Regions from separate parts of the Muntiacus reevesi genome. Here region 2 is linked to region 1. Evidence: chromatin contacts called from public Hi-C data. All regions are on one chromosome and are shown on one strand. The core of a region is the stretch at or near the end of the contact, and the rest is flanking DNA. Distances in the headings are between cores, read along the strand shown. Region 1 holds the start of SDHAF1 (succinate dehydrogenase complex assembly factor 1). Region 2 holds the start of COX7A1 (cytochrome c oxidase subunit 7A1).

Region 1 (2,700 bases), core at 20-2,519:
TTCCTTGGGGGTCAAACCAGGGTGGGTTCCCTCCATGGATTTGCCCAGGAGAAAGAACTATGCTGCTCCAACCAATCTGCCATTCTAGAGGGTTCCCCACACCCGTCCCTTGCCAGAGGGTCACTTCTTGATAACCCTCAAAATCCCCAAACACATCAAATCTTTACCACCACCAACAGGGAAGTAAGCACACCCCATTTTATTGCCTTTTTGTCCAACAGTCCTGAGCAGGGAAAGGGGCAGGAATCGGGGAGGAGGGAAGTTTCCCCCTCAGAACCATCACGTAGAGGTCTTGAGGGGGTCTTTAACTGATTAGCGGGGGTGAGAGACCCCTTATCCCCTTCCTCACCAATCCCAATTGGTCTCAATGGAGGAAAGATTTTTCTGAGGGGGTTTCCAGGCTTCTCACCGTCCATCAGGGCATCATCCCAAACTCCTCAACGAAAAAGTCTGCTCTTCTCAGAGTTAAATACAGGAGAGGGGAGTCTCTGAGGAGCCAGCAGTGGTATTTCTCAGGGTTCTAGACAAGAGCGTGTCAGTCTCTTTCTGTCCAACAGCGGGGTGTCTTGGCTCCCCAGGCCTTAGGGTAAGTAGCTCTCAGTTTGACAGTCCGCCCCACGCCTCACTGGTAAAGTTTGACCCGGTACCATACAGCAAGTAAAGCCGGGCATTTCTCGCCATCGCACCCCACGTCCCAGGAGGGCTCTTCCTCTCCCTCAATCTGTCCATCTAGCTTCTCAAGACCTCTCAGTTTCCATCCGGGGGCCCCCCGGTCCTCCAGTCCCCCTGAGCCATTTGCCGAGCCCTTCAGCCGGTCACCGTCCATCCAGCGGGGTCTTTTGTGTCCTCACGCTGTCTAGCGGTCTCCTCGGGTCGTCACCTTCATCAGACAGGGTCCCTGGGGCCCCCGCGCCAGTGGACTCCTCGGTCGGGCCCCGCGTACGCACGAAAGCACCCATGGCCGTGGCGTGGCCCGAGCGTAGCATCTGGAGCTGGCGCCGACCGCGGCGGTACAGGTACTCGATGCGCAGTACGTCGGAGCGTGGCAGGCAAGCGTGCTGCCGGAACTCGGCCCGCACCCGTGCCTCGGCGCCCGGCTTCCCGCGCCCGGCGCGCAACAGCTCGCGGTACAGGCTCAGAACTTGCCTCTGCAACCGGCTGTGCCGGCTCATGGTAGTAGCTGGGCCGCGGGGCACGGAACCGCGCGCCAGCACAGCTGGGAGAAGCGGTGAAACACCGCCACAGGCACTTCCGCCTCCCGCTCCCAGCTTTGCGGCGCCGTCGCGCCTCATAGGTTGTCGCTGCTGCTACGTCACAGGGTTATGAGTAAGGGGCGGAGCTAATGGTTCACTGGCCCGGCCCACTGGACATCAGTGTCCTTGAGAGGACGCTTGAGGGCCTGGAGGAGGAGGACGCTAGACGCTGAGACTCTTAGGTTTGGGGTCGGAAGAGACCAGGGAATCCTGACCTGACTCCTAGATCCTGCGAGTGGAGAGAGCTAGAGGTTAGGGTCCTTGTGTTCCCCAGGGCGCTGGGGGCACTGGGAGAGGGAAGACGGGCACACACGTGGGTTTATCCTCATTTATTAAAGCAACCCTGGGAAGCTCCGTGCGTCCCCACTCCCAGAGCAAGTGTACATCGAGGGTCCCAACCCTTGGGGACGGGAATACGCGGTAAAGTGTTGGGTCACAGCCGGCAGAACCAGTCTCTCGGTGCTGAGAATATGCCGTGGGCTATAAGCCCCCAAACGCAGCCTGTTTGGGCCGGCAGCGCTCTCTGCCGTTGAGAGTCGGATCTGCGGGTAGGAGAGGGAGGGGCCTCCCTAGCTGATGAAGCCGAGTCCAGCCCACATGGAACTCTTCGACTGTGCTGGCACTTCGCAGACCTCAGGAAGTATCAGGTAGTCAGCTGCAATTCCGTTATAGTTCCCGCAGGCTATCCGGAGGCGTCCCCGTAGCGCTGGGAGGCCCGCAAGGCCACGACCTGCTCAGCACCCTACCAGCATCCGGAGTGTGGGGGACCGGGAAACGATAACCCGGGATCCCTCCGCCTAGAGTGCGACCACGCGCTCGCACATCTGGGCATGCATTCTTCCGCAAGAGGCTGGGCAGGTCAGGGGCTGGGAAGAGGGCCTAAGTTTGGGAGTCGATCAGTTCAGTTCAATTCAGTTGCTCAATCGTCTCCGACTCTTTGCCACCCCATGGACTGCAGCAGACCAGGCTTCCCTGTCCATCACCAACTCCTGGAGCTTGCTCAAACTCCTGTCCATCGAGTAGATGATGCCATCCAACCATCTCATTCTCTGTCCCCCCCCCCCCACCCCCACCGTCTCCTCCTGCCTTCAATCTTTCCCAGCATCAGGGTCTTTTCTAATGAGTCAGCTCTTCGCATCAGGTCAAAGTATTGGAGTTTCAGCTTCAGCATCAGTCCTTCCAATGAATATTCAGGACCGATTTCTTTAGGATTGATTGGTTTGACTTCCTTGCAGTCCAAGGGACTCTCAAGATTCTTCTCCATCACCACGGTTCAATTCTTTGGCGCTCAGCTTTCTTTATAGTCCAACTCTCACATCCATACATGACTACTGGAAAAACCATAGCTTTGGTTAGATGGACCTTTGTCAGCAAAGTAATGTCTCTGCTTACTGTGGTGTCTAGGTTGGTCATAGCTTTTCTTCCAAGGAGCAAGTGTCTTAATTTC
Region 2 (2,755 bases), core at 16-2,515, 150 kb before region 1:
ATTTGGTTGTGCCAGGTCTTAGTTGCAACATGTGGGATCTAGTTCCTTGACCAGGGACCAAACCTGGCCCCTGAATTGGGAGCACAGAACCCCAACTGCTAGACCACCAGGCAAGTCCCAGTATCTTGGTATTTTTAACAGCGGTTTTTTTCTTTCCTGCTGTTGCTGTTTGAACGAGGGGTCCCACATTTTCATTTTGCACAGGGCCCCATACATCAGTTTGCAGTCCTGCTTAGAGAGCACTCCTTCAGGCTTTCCAAGCTTCCTGGTATCCCAACCCAGAGCAATTTGTTTTCTTCCCTGAATACTGATCTGCAGTATACTGAATACACAGCTGCAGATAACAGGGGACAGCTGGGGGAATGAGCACATGTGTGGCCACTTCCTGGATGACCAGAAATATCTAAATGAGTAGAATCTAGGAGAAGCACTGAAGCCCTACTTGGTTAAGTAGGTGGGAATGACCAAGTTAGAGAACATTTGGCTTACATTGTATATCCTTTGCCAAATATTTATCAAATCCCCCCATTTGTCAGGTGCTGGGGATGCAGTGGAGTCTAAAGTCAACAGACAGAGCAACTACACTGCTTTCCAGGGTGAAGAACCGAGTGTGGTGTTGGGGGTAAGATGAAAAAGCAAAGACAGTTGCTATGCAGCGTCGTCGTTTTGTGCGCATGTTTAACTTAAGCAGTCAGCTACATGGGTTCACAATAAACAAAGATAATGAAAAATAATTACGTAAACAAGGAAATTATCCTTCCCTTCATTCCACTTAATAAATAAGCAGCGTATGCTCCCTCCTGTATAAGATATGGGCGTAATCTACTTCCTTGGGTCTCGTATCTCATCTGGATGAGATACTTTCCATACAACGTAGTCCCTGAACCCCAAAATGAACACTGTCATTTAGCCAAAGCCACAGCAATCTGTTACAACGTGGGAGGAAAATGGCATAATGAAAGATGGTGTCTTACCTTCCTTCAGTTGCTCTCAACATCAATCGGATAGGGAGAGATCCGAGGGACCCAATGGAGGAACTGCACTGGCCCTAGCCGGATACCTCCACAGAAACAACCCAAAAATGTATTCTCTGGGACCGCTTTCCTCTCCGCGTGGACCAACAGAATTCTGAGATGAGTAACAGATGGGTGCTCCAACCATTCGGCGCTGAGATGCGGGGATGGGGTTGCAGCGTCTTCCCCGCCCACCTATTGGACGAATCGGAAGGCGTCCTCCGAGACCACGGTGTCCTAGGGCGCGCGGGGGGCGTGGCCTGGGACTCCCCCAGAGGGGAGGGCGCCGTCTGTCCTTGGGCAGAGAGGGGAGGTGACTCCGGCCGAAGAGGAGGACACAGGATGAGGGCCCTGCGGGTGAGGGCCCCCAGGGGTCGGGTTGCGGCCCCCAACTCGGAAACTCTCAGAAACTCTCACCCCTATATGAGACTCTCCCCCAATGCCGGGATCTGGGGACTTGGAACGTGAGCCCCCTTCAGGGCTCGGGACTCCCTTCTAATAAGCCTGGGGCCCCTCTCCCCAGCTCCCAGCCCAAAAGCTTTTGAGACACCCGGGGACACGTTAACTTGACCGAAAGTCCCGAGTTTGAACTTCTTCCCTTCATCCAGGGTTCCCTTAGCATTCCTTCCCCTCTCCCTAACTTCTTAGGCTGCCGGGAAATTCCTTAAGCACCCCGATCCAGTCCTGCCCTTCCTGCGGCCTGAGCTCCTCCCATTAACCTAGGGAACCAAAAAAAAAAAAAAAAACCAAAAAAAAACAAAAAACCGAGACTTCCTTTGGGTCCGATAACCTTCAAGCCAGACCCTCTAGGCACGAGTCCCGTTTATCTAGGCCTTTCCTGCCAGGACACCCTCCCGCACTTGCGCTGTCAGTTCGCATCTTGCTTTACGCTCCCATGGGACAGGAGTGTCCCCAAGTCAGAGCCTCGGAAAGTCCGACACCCTCCCCCCAACGGGACCTCTTCCGGGACGCCCCTCCAGACTCCCCCAATGTCCACCCATCCCCTCTGCACAGGTCTCCCAGGCACTGGTCCGCTCCTTTAGCTCAACCGCCCGGAACCGCCTGGAGAACCGAGTAGCTGAGAAACAGAAACTCTTCCAGGTGGGCGGGGCAAGGGTGGGGCGGGGGAGGAGCCTGGGCCGCCCGCTTGGTCCCGAGGAGAAGCTGGGGGAGGCAGGAGCTTAGGTCTGCGGTGCTGACAGCGCCTTTCTCATCGTGTGCCCCCAACTTCTAGGAAGACAATGGCCTCCCGGTGCACTTGAAGGGCGGTGCAACAGACAACATCCTGTATCGAGTGACGATGACTCTGTGTCTGGGGGGTGAGTGCAAGGCCAGGCTCGGCCTGAACTACGGGAGGAGGCGGCCGGGTTCGAGATGGAGAGGGGAAGGGGAGGGTTCTGGCGCTAGGGTTTCGCCAGAGAATTGGATTCTGAGCTGGTGTGGGACCGCATGGGAGCCTGGGCTGACAAATACGGAGGGAGCACTCCAGGGCTTGGGCTCCTGTCCCAGGAAGGTGGCTGGGCTAGTGATGCATCAGGGGAGAAAGCCTGAAGCCTGGTCTGTACCGAGGTCCAGCATTTCCCCAGCTGAAGGGCAGTTTGGGAAGGGGCTCGAGCCTGCAGCATGGGCTCAGAAGCAAGATGGGGCTCAGGGAGGGAATTGGGGCCTCATTCAGTATCCCCCACACTCCCTCCCTAGGCACTCTCTACAGCCTATACTGCCTTGGCTGGGCCTCCTTCCCT

What was found. A called contact is a pair of places that touch in the nucleus more often than the background predicts.
Region 2: a contact with region 1 is called in a Hi-C map of muscle, with 10 times the contacts expected there. The contact joins the promoter of COX7A1 here to the promoter of SDHAF1 in region 1. A contact is called at or near these places in 2 of 3 Hi-C or Micro-C datasets (blood and muscle).

What each region holds. Positions count from the first base shown.
Region 1 is chr2:258,618,042-258,620,741 of mMunRee1.1, reverse strand. SDHAF1 (succinate dehydrogenase complex assembly factor 1) reads right to left here and starts at 1,269. Exons shown (of 1, transcript XM_065925984.1): 1 at 173-1,269. The coding sequence starts at 1,172. The coding sequence ends at 816.
Region 2 is chr2:258,764,383-258,767,137 of mMunRee1.1, reverse strand. It overlaps COX7A1 (cytochrome c oxidase subunit 7A1), which reads left to right and starts at 1,265. Exons shown (of 4, transcript XM_065925981.1): 1 at 1,265-1,370; 2 at 2,028-2,114; 3 at 2,248-2,332; 4 at 2,712-2,755. The coding sequence starts at 1,356.